2 separate regions of the Oryzias latipes genome follow, and region 2 is linked to region 1. A link is a contact called in public Hi-C data. All regions are on one chromosome and are shown on one strand. The core of a region is the stretch at or near the end of the contact, and the rest is flanking DNA. Distances in the headings are between cores, read along the strand shown. Region 1 holds the start of zfpm1 (zinc finger protein ZFPM1). Region 2 overlaps zfpm1 (zinc finger protein ZFPM1).

Region 1 (4,712 bases), core at 1,598-4,097:
GTTCAGCCTATCATTATGTATCTATATTCTTATAATGCACTACCACTACTGGACACTAGGTCTGGTTCCAGATAACTATAAACATTTCTCCAAGCTTGATTTTAACCTTTAAGTGTAAACAAAACTTTTCGTAGCTAGCATAGGAGTGAAATCTGTCTCTCCTGTGGTTTTAAGGCCCAGAGCGGTTTACAGTCACAGTTCCGTTCACCCACGCACACACTCATTCACACTCTGATAAATGAGTATTCTGGCGCCAACCCATAACCACCAGGAGCAATGTGGGGTTCAGTGTCATTCCAATTGACTGTATGTGAGAACTGGACTCAGTGATCCCTCCCCCCTGGCGTTCCAAACAGGAAGTACCCGCTGGCTCCAAGAAGCCAAAATCCCATAGACTTCTATAGAGAAATAACCAGTTATTACTCAGTCATTCTATTGGTCAGAATAACCTTACTATATAATTCTTACTCTGATAGCTTTTTTAACATTGTCTTCATAATTCTAATCTTTTTTTTATGATATTGTTTGTTTCTTCCTTTTAGGTGGTAGGGGTGTGGACTTCCAACTAGCTCACTCCTGATTGGCAAGAGTGGTTCTCGGACCAATCACTGCTTACTGACTGACTCCAAATGACTCCATGCTGCAAAAAAAATGGTGACGCAAACGACTTAAGTCATTTTCTATGGCTGACGTCAGCCACTTGGTCCAGTCCTCAGATTGAGGTAATGGCCGTGCCTGAAGACACTTCGACCATGGGCGGGCAAGGTGAGAACAGAACCTGCGATCTTCTGATCAATGTCCAAAAGCCTGACTTCTACAAGCAGGAAATTCAGTCCACAGCTGCTACAACTGTTCACCAGTTGGTTGGACAAGTGTTCAAATCCCAGGCGGTCAAAGATTCCAAATTTACAACAACAACACTGATAAATGTCTCCTGTGACAAACCTAAAGTTTCAGATGGTTTGGTTCGGTTTTTTGGGACTTCAAAGAATAAAACATAAGGAAGATTGGGGGGAGGGGGGTACTTTTTTTTTATAGCAGTTTTAGTCCATGTTTGTTAAACGATTTCATCCAAGGTCAGATGGGTGTGAGATTTTTTTTCACATCAATGACAGAAATAAACAACATCTGTCGAGTTTGGACACTACCGCATACTAAAGTCAATTTTTGACAGAAAGAGGATTTGAGAAAGTAGCAAAACAGCCCAAAACAGGTTTTTTGAGCTCATGGGGAGTGCAACCAATCTTGTTTTTAAAGCATAAATAAGACATGCACCTGCTGCAGTCTGGATCTGATCTGGTCACAGCTCCTCGATCACACACAGAAGTGCATTTCTGTAAAGTGATACCATGCAGACTAAACTTCCAAATGTTGCTTTCAGACAGCAGGTTTCTGAGGACACGGTGACACAATCAAAGATGAAACAACCAAACAAAGAGATAAGGCGTCTTCCAGCTGCAGATTGCAAACTTTCCTCTCTGAGATCTTCACTGTTCAGCACATTTTCCTCAAGTCTGAGGGTCTTCATCAGCTCAGGAGTGGAACCGGAAGTCCCAGAGCACCGGGAGAGGTTAATCACAACATCGTTTTTATGCTTTCATATCGACTTTGAACATCAGTTACCACCTGATTAAGCCACACACGTTCTATAAACAGGAAAGGCTCGTCAAGCTCGGAGAGCAGCCGAGCGCCAGACCAAGAAAAACGCCTTTAAAGATGCTAAACTAAAAGGACAAGATGAGGGGAAAAAATAGATCCAATTGTGAGCAGCTATCAGCAGCTGAGATCAGCCATGGGGGCTTATCTGACGCCCCATCTCTGGGAAAGAGAAGTGAAAAGCCGGGTGGTGGTGGTGGTGGTGTGGTGGTGGAGAGGGGAGCAGCCGCGGCCTTGGCGCAGCCTCAGACAGAAAGCAAATAAAAATGAAAAGAAAAAGATCCAATTTTCGCTCTTATCTCGGTTCACATCGGATCGCAGCTTTATCTCAGTTTAGATCGGCTGTTTCAGAGAACACATGACGTTTCCACAACAGAATTAAACAGGAAGCTGCGCTCCGAGAATGGACGTAACCTGTTTACGCGCGGATAAATGAGCTTTTCTCAGAAAGACACTTTCATCCAACAGTAACGGAGAACGTGTGGGCGGCGTTCGTGCACAGAAAGAAACAAAAAAATAATCTATTTATGGCGAAACTAACTAAGTTGTTTTCATGTATACTCAAGCATCTCCAGGTTTCAACTCCAGCCAGGTGCGCGCGGAGGAGCAAACCCACAGAAAGACTCGCGGGGGACAGCGGAACGAAGAGGGACTTTCTTACGCTTGATCTGCCGGGGTTTGCTCTGCTTCCTCCGGGACATGCTGCCTCCACGCCTCCTGTTGGACTCGCTCACGGGGCGGCGGGGAAGCCGTCTGCTGCTCCTCCCGGGCTGCTGCGTCTGTCTGCGGCTCCTCGTTCACAGCTGCGGCGCGGCGCTCCGAGTCCGACCGGCAGCCGCAGGAATCCTCATGACCTGCCGGCGCTACTGCCGCTGCGGCTGACCGGACACTGAGTCCTACCTGTGGCCGCTCACTACTTCACTTCTGCGAATTTTTCCGACCTTTTCCCCCCTGACGTTCCTCCGCTGGCGGACACGCCTCCACGTAGGTAGGTCGTAGCTCGGGCGTCCCGGCGACACCCCCGGTGATTCGTGCGGAAAGCCTCGCGCTGGTTGAACCTCTCAGCTCTGAGGAGGTCAGCGGAGCTCTGCTTTTGGTTTCTGTCAAGTTTCCTCTGGCCGGTCCGCCCCCCCTGGTCCGCCCCGGTCCGCCAGTCCTGCCTCAAAGCCTCGAAGCCGCTGTCGACAAAGGCGGAGCATGACGGCGTAAGACACGCCCACAGCGTCTGACGAAATCAGCCGCTCTGACATGTGATTGGTCCAGACACACACACACACACACACACACACACACACACAGACTGTCAAACCTATTTAGACTGTAAATATTTAGGTTGTAGCTGAAATAAATACTTTTATCTGTTGTTTTTTTTTATTTTTTAAAGACCCATTCCAATGAAATTTGTTTTTTTAACATGTTCTTGTAGCATTTGCCTCATGATAGGGGACACATATAAAGTAAATTAAGATCAAAATTGCGTTTCTGAGTGCTTTTTCATTCAAATAGTTGTAAATCAGGAGCTAATAATAAAAACAGTCTACAAAAATCGTATTTGTGATGTAAAAAATACCCTGGGCAGCCACAAGATCCCTGCTCCGCCCTAATTTCAATTCCCTTGTAGAAGACTAGATTTTTATAAGTCTTTGTTTTCTTCGCCTGAGCTGACATCTGGCTCAGAACTGCTCCAATACTGCTCGTCGTTTTTGTTGCACCGGTAATATTAGATTAGGGTTATGAGGGGCTGTAAGCTAGCAGGAGAGAGTGTAAACAAAAGGATGATGGGAAGTCAGGGCAGGCCTAATCCGTGCCCACAAGTAAGAGGCAAATTTCTAATTTTCTAACTACTGCAGCAACATAATTATATTTTTTTCTATATAAACCATAAAGGCGACTCATCATCTAACAAAAAGGTGTTAAAAACTGTCAAAATATGTACAAATGATGGTTTGCTTGAAGATTTGTAACCCACCCTGCCTCTGTTTATATGTGCTGTTTATATGTGATAATATTTAATACTGGCTGAATACTTTTTCTAAATGAACAAAATGTAAAAAGAAAAAAGGTGTAAACAAATTTAAAATAATTGTATTAAAAAGAAATACTGATATGAATAAGAGTTTCAGTCAAACTCATTGATTTAAGGACATGCAATAACACTCCACCTTACATCCAGAAATAATTGTCTGCACTATTTTCTTTACCCTATGGAAGGTCAGGGGGCAAGTAAAACAAAATGTTTATTTTAACTGACACAAACGGAAGGCCAATTGTCTTTAACCTCATGACTATTCATGCTGATTTGTCCTCTAGAGAACATTTCTAAACCGGAACATCTCCCAACCACTGCATTCTACTGAATTATCCTCTTTTGGAAGAACAGAGAACATTTCTGAGTCATTTTGCCTAAAGAGAGGGGGTTTTGCTTTTTCATTTTACAAGTTTCACAGATTATAAATTATTCACAGTAAAAGCTTAATTTCTGTTCATTTTTTAGCAATTTCCAAATTGACATTTTCTGAGAGATTTTGACATTTTAAATATCTAGAAGATCTCAGCATTACCAGAACTATAATTTCCTTCCAGAGAAATATGGAACTGACATCACATCCTGATCCTAAAATATTATTCAGATGTAGTGTTTTATCAAGCGTGCAGTGTTATTACTTTTACTGCAGTATGCTTTGATTCTTTTAAATGTGATACAGACGTGAGATTAGCCAGGATTTCCTTCTGGGCTGATGGCCGGCTGCTGCAGTTTCCTGTATGGATGACTCAGATTAAAGTTATTGAATTACAAAGGTAGCAGGACAAAAGCACAGGAGTGGTAAAAACTGATGAAAGTGGATTCGATGTAGGTCTGAGGACACGTGGATGTGACTGAATTACCTATTTAAACTAAAATGAGCTCAAGTTGCTTTCATTTAACATGGGGGGGGGGGTGATTTTACGAAGTGATTGAGTGGTTTATTTAGTGTTTGTTAAAGTTTAACATTCTCATTCTAAAAATAAAAAAACAAAGGTTTAATTTCTCAATGAGATGTTAGACAGCAAATTTA
Region 2 (4,712 bases), core at 1,425-3,924, 78 kb before region 1:
TCACATTATTTTTCATGAGTATGTGTTGTCATGTGACTAAATGATGGAACAGTTTAATCACACTCCTTCCTCTTCCTCAAATCTCACAGATCTATAAGTTTTATCTCTGACAAATTATTAATACTGCCAAAGCACCAAAAATAACAGCCTAAATTTTCAGCTCTGTTCATTCTTGGCATTTTAGCTAAAAGAAGTGTTACCATTAAGAAGAACATATTTAAAAGCCTTTTTTCTCATCGTTGGGCTTAATGCGATTAAATGCTTTTTATTCAGCATCAGGGCAACTCCAAGGATCCAGATATATATTTTACATGCTTTTTTTGTTTATTTTAATTTTTCTACTGCAGACAAAACAAGAAAACTTTTTTTTACTCTGATATGTTGATTGTGAAAACCTGCTGCATTTAAACTTCAGTTTTTAGAGAAAACCAGCATTCACCCCCCCCCCCCCCCCCCCCAACAACAGGCCAAAAAGAAAGACAAAACAAGACAAAAACACGAGACAAGGCTGGAAAAAACTACAAGGACGAAGGAACCATGGCATGCATCTGTGGAAGAACAGAATCAATAAAAAAAAAAGGCCACGAAGAAGAAACACAACTACGGAAAACAAACCCACAACAGAAGAAATCCAACATGAAATACAAATCACCAGAAAAAAAAACAACATAAAGAAAGGAAACATTACCTAATGTCAGAGAGAAAAGAATGACTTGAAATAAAATTAATATTAATAATTGCATCCCTGGCAGTGCTGAGGTCAGAAACCAGCAAACTGCATCCAGGAGAAAAGAGGCCATCAAAAGAAAGAACTATGAGAGGATTTGTCTTACACAACATAGATCTCATTCTGTAGAGATCACCAGTCTGATCTTTGCTGTGGCTGCGGCGGGCAGGTGTAGCCGTTACAGCAAACCTTTTCCAACTGTAGGTTGGGGACATGTAGTAGTACTGGGTAGCTACAGTCCAGTGTGAACACCACATGCTTTTACATTCATACTGGGCATGCATGTGACACGCATTCTCAACACGGCAGGTGTTACTTAATGGCACAGCAATGGTTTGAAATAGTCCGAAAACAAATCATCTCTTCAACTTTGACCCGAATGAATCTGTAAAAAACAGAACCGTATGCTTGTATGTAACTGTCTCAGTTTGGCTCAGAAAAGAAATCTTTGTGAAAAGTCTTTTTTTAAATAAAGCTAACATGTTAGTGTGTGATAAACTCCTCATAAACTGCAGGTCGTCATCTCCTTCTTAAAGACTGGGCTGATGGGTTCTGAACAGAACCGCTCCAGAATCAGAATGGAAAATCAGACTGCCCTCCTTTCACAGACATTTTTCATGACTTTGATGGTTTGTCATATTTTTAGATCACTTGTGGCAAACAGAAAGCCCGAAGATGACGACGAGAGCAGGAAGCCTCTTAGTCTGCCGCGCTCTGAAGACCCAGGCAAAGTGGATCGGCTTTCATGGAGAAGTAGCGCTGATGTGGAGATACGGCTGCTTTTGTTTTAATTTGTAACCCAATGCTGGAGCCGTCTGAGCTGTAAGTACTGCTAATTTGTTTCAGACTAATTCATCATGACCACAGATTTGGAATTCACCGTGATGGGGCAACAGGGAGAGCTCTGAGGAAAGAACAGCACGCTCCAGGAGGAAAACCTGTCCTGGGGCTCGCCCTTCACACCTCCGAGCACGCTCACCCCACATGCAAAGTCGTATAAAACATCAACACCACATTCTGATACTTGAATTATGCACCCGTTATGAAGATGGAATGTGTCGTGGATGTGGTAAATGTATCAAGAAGTATTGGTAAAAAAAAAAAGTAAGCTACACACATTTATGACGTACTGGTGATGCCGTCGTACCATGTCCTTACGCCACACTCTAGCCATTACTGAGGTGAAACAGAAGTGCCTATAGCCCCTGCTCCTTTCAGCATATTTTCTATTTTTAAATGCCATAAGAACACGCTAAAAACGCAGTTTTTATTGGAGTGGGTCTTCAAAAGCCACATGCTCTCCATAGCCTTGAAAAAATAGAAACAAGTTCGCTGCAGTGGATTTGGATCTGGTGTTGGAGGTGTTGTTATTTGGCCTACAGGCTGCAAAATGTCCCAAAAAATGATGAAAGAAGCTGAATCGGAGTTCTGGAATCCAGAGATGACCAGAACTGCAAGAACCAACTTAAAGATCCCTCTTTTGAAATGTTGATGAAGGGGTGTCTAGATAAACATTCATTGGAGCATGAATGATGAAGATGTTGAAGTCAGAATCATTGTTAGCAAAAACGAAACGTTGGTTTGAGCCCAAATCCAGTCCAGCAGCCCTTCGACCCCTGCACCCCTGCTCCGTCAGCTGAGCTCCATCTTGGTGGAGAGAGTGGCGCTTTAAGCCTCGTCAGCCGGAGGAGAGTCTTTGAGCGGCAGTCTAAGCCCCGAGCCCGGACCCCGGTCCCCTCATGAATATTAACGAGCCCTGAGCCGCGGCTTTAATCTGCCTGATCCGCGCGCCGCTGCCGCCGCCTCGATAGCGAATCTAATTATTTGGTCTGATATTAACCCCCCTCCAAGAACACCCCCCCCCTTCCTCCCCCCAGCCTGTCCTCGAAGCTGCTGATGAAACAAACAGCAGCTGAACTCCACAGACACCTTCTTCTGCTGCAGTCACTCCACATGTAACAATTCACACACACACACCCAACCTACGACACCTCTCCTTATCAGGCTCAAAAACACCCCCCTCCTTGCAGATAAAACCTAAATGCAAATGATGCCGACTCGTTATTTTCATTTCTTCATTTTCTTTCTCCGTTCAGCTCCTGGATCCCTCCATTCACTGAAGATGACGAGTTCCTTCACATCGGCAAAAAACTTTCCCTGAACTGACCCAGCATGTGACCTCTCCACCCCACAGATGGTCAGAAAATGACTGATGGGACGTCTGACACACGTCTGAAACGGCAGTTAGAGCCAGAAGTCTCACACACCGCCCCATCAATGAGTGTGAAACATGCGGGTCAATACATGGTCAAAAGAGACTTCATCTGTCAGTGAACATTGTTGGAGGTACCAAGCTTTTTCTGAAACCACCTCTCCGTAACTTACTAGTTACTAACATTTGTCATTCATTTTTATTTATTTTTTAAACTTTTGTCAGCCATGGAAAAAAGTAATCAAAGTTTTAATATCATGAATAGCATGATAGTTGCTAAACTAAAAAGGCAAACGAAGCTAAACTAAATTAATAAGCAAGACTGTCAATTTAGTGGAGTCCAGCTGTAGAACATTTTACAAGTTTGGACCCGTTTAAAATCAATGTCTGTGAGGAAGTCCCAGGTATGTTTTCAAGATTACATTAGGATTAAAAACTTCAGTACTCAAAATAATGATGGTTAATAAGACAGAACTATAAATCAGCATTTTGATGATTATTTGAGATTGAGTTTTTTCAAGTACTGTAAATAGACTTTTAGGTTTGTCTAATTCACCTTTAGATTACATGGGTTGGGGGCTTGTCCGGGAATCAGATCCAGTAAGTTTTCATTTAGATGTCATGCTAAGTTAAAACGACAAAGGTATTTAAATCTTTCGAGCAGACAAGACAGCACTCTGACGCAGAAAATGAAGCTAAAACACAATTTTCATCGGAGAGGCCTTCAAATTAGTGGTGGATCCGTGAAAATGATCTTGAAAAACTCTTGGATTCTCAAACGAATACGAAGAACCGCAGCTCTCAGCAATTGCCTCAAGTACCTGTTACGTTTTATAAAATAATAGGACAATAGATGATATTTGTCAGATGGATCATAAAAAGAGTGAATTCAAACACCGAAATCAGGAGTACGAGAATTTATATGGGTTTGCATCATGTTTCATGGTTTCTGTAAGGATCTCCAGACAAAAGGAGCCATTGTGATTCTTGTGACATTTGATACATTTGATAAAAACGACATTAAAGTTTGTTCCCATCACTCCTTGTCCTCAAAAATCTTAATTTTCCTCCAAATATCCTACCCTGCATTAAACGTTCTGGACTCCCATGAATGAGAATTTAATAAGGTGCTCCCTTCCTGACCTTTCCAACCATCTTTCATTCACCCCGCTCCTCTCCCACAATCACTCATTCCATCATCCAGTTCATCCTCTCCTACCCTTCTCCTCTTACACTGTGTCTCCTCTCCTCTTTTTGCTCCTCTTTCTTAATCTCTGATTCACTTCCTCTCCCCAACTCTCATTCCTACCCTCCTGTCTGCCTGCCCCTCCTTCCATCCTCCTATCTCTCCCTCTTTTCTCCCTCTGCCTCTCATTCTATCTCTACAGGAAATGGTTTCCTTCCCCGTCCAGGGGGTAGCAGGGGTGTACTCACTGTCCCAAACAAAGAGGTCAGTGTGTGAATCCTCCAAAAATACAAAGAAGAAAAGGAAGGCGGATAAAAATCAGAAACTGACTCTCATACGAACACACTCTCTTTACCTCCGCTGCTCTCACGCACAGCATTTCTCTGACATTCAGCTCAGATGCTTTTGAGGCTCACGAGGTTTAAATGCAGGCGGAGGGCTTCCAGCAGCATGGTGGAGGCCTGCCGCCTCGTGCACCGCCAAAGAAGGAGAAAAACCCTAAAACAGTGGGAGCCAGGTTTGATGAGCTGCATGCAAATGACATGTAAAAATATAAAACTGCGATACTTAAAACGGGGGCCGAGATA

The links. Hi-C and Micro-C count contacts between places; a contact is called where the count stands out from the background.
Region 2: a contact with region 1 is called in a Hi-C map of gastrula embryo, with 2.4 times the contacts expected there. The contact joins the enhancer-like site here to the promoter of zfpm1 in region 1. A contact is called at or near these places in 5 of 5 Hi-C or Micro-C datasets (embryo, fibroblasts and gastrula embryo).

What each region holds. Positions count from the first base shown.
Region 1 is chr6:26,373,235-26,377,946 of ASM223467v1, reverse strand. zfpm1 (zinc finger protein ZFPM1) reads right to left here and starts at 2,847. Exons shown (of 8, transcript XM_020704190.2): 1 at 2,318-2,847. The coding sequence starts at 2,357.
Region 2 is chr6:26,451,018-26,455,729 of ASM223467v1, reverse strand. All of the region lies in intron 3 of zfpm1 (zinc finger protein ZFPM1), which reads right to left. Among protein-coding and RNA genes, the nearest start is that of LOC100049341, 52 kb to the left of the region's middle. Within about 2 kb of position 2,674, at least 1 of the 8 cell types and tissues checked has an H3K27ac peak or open chromatin away from gene starts, as enhancers often do. A contact at or near this core is called in gastrula embryo, where this site is marked.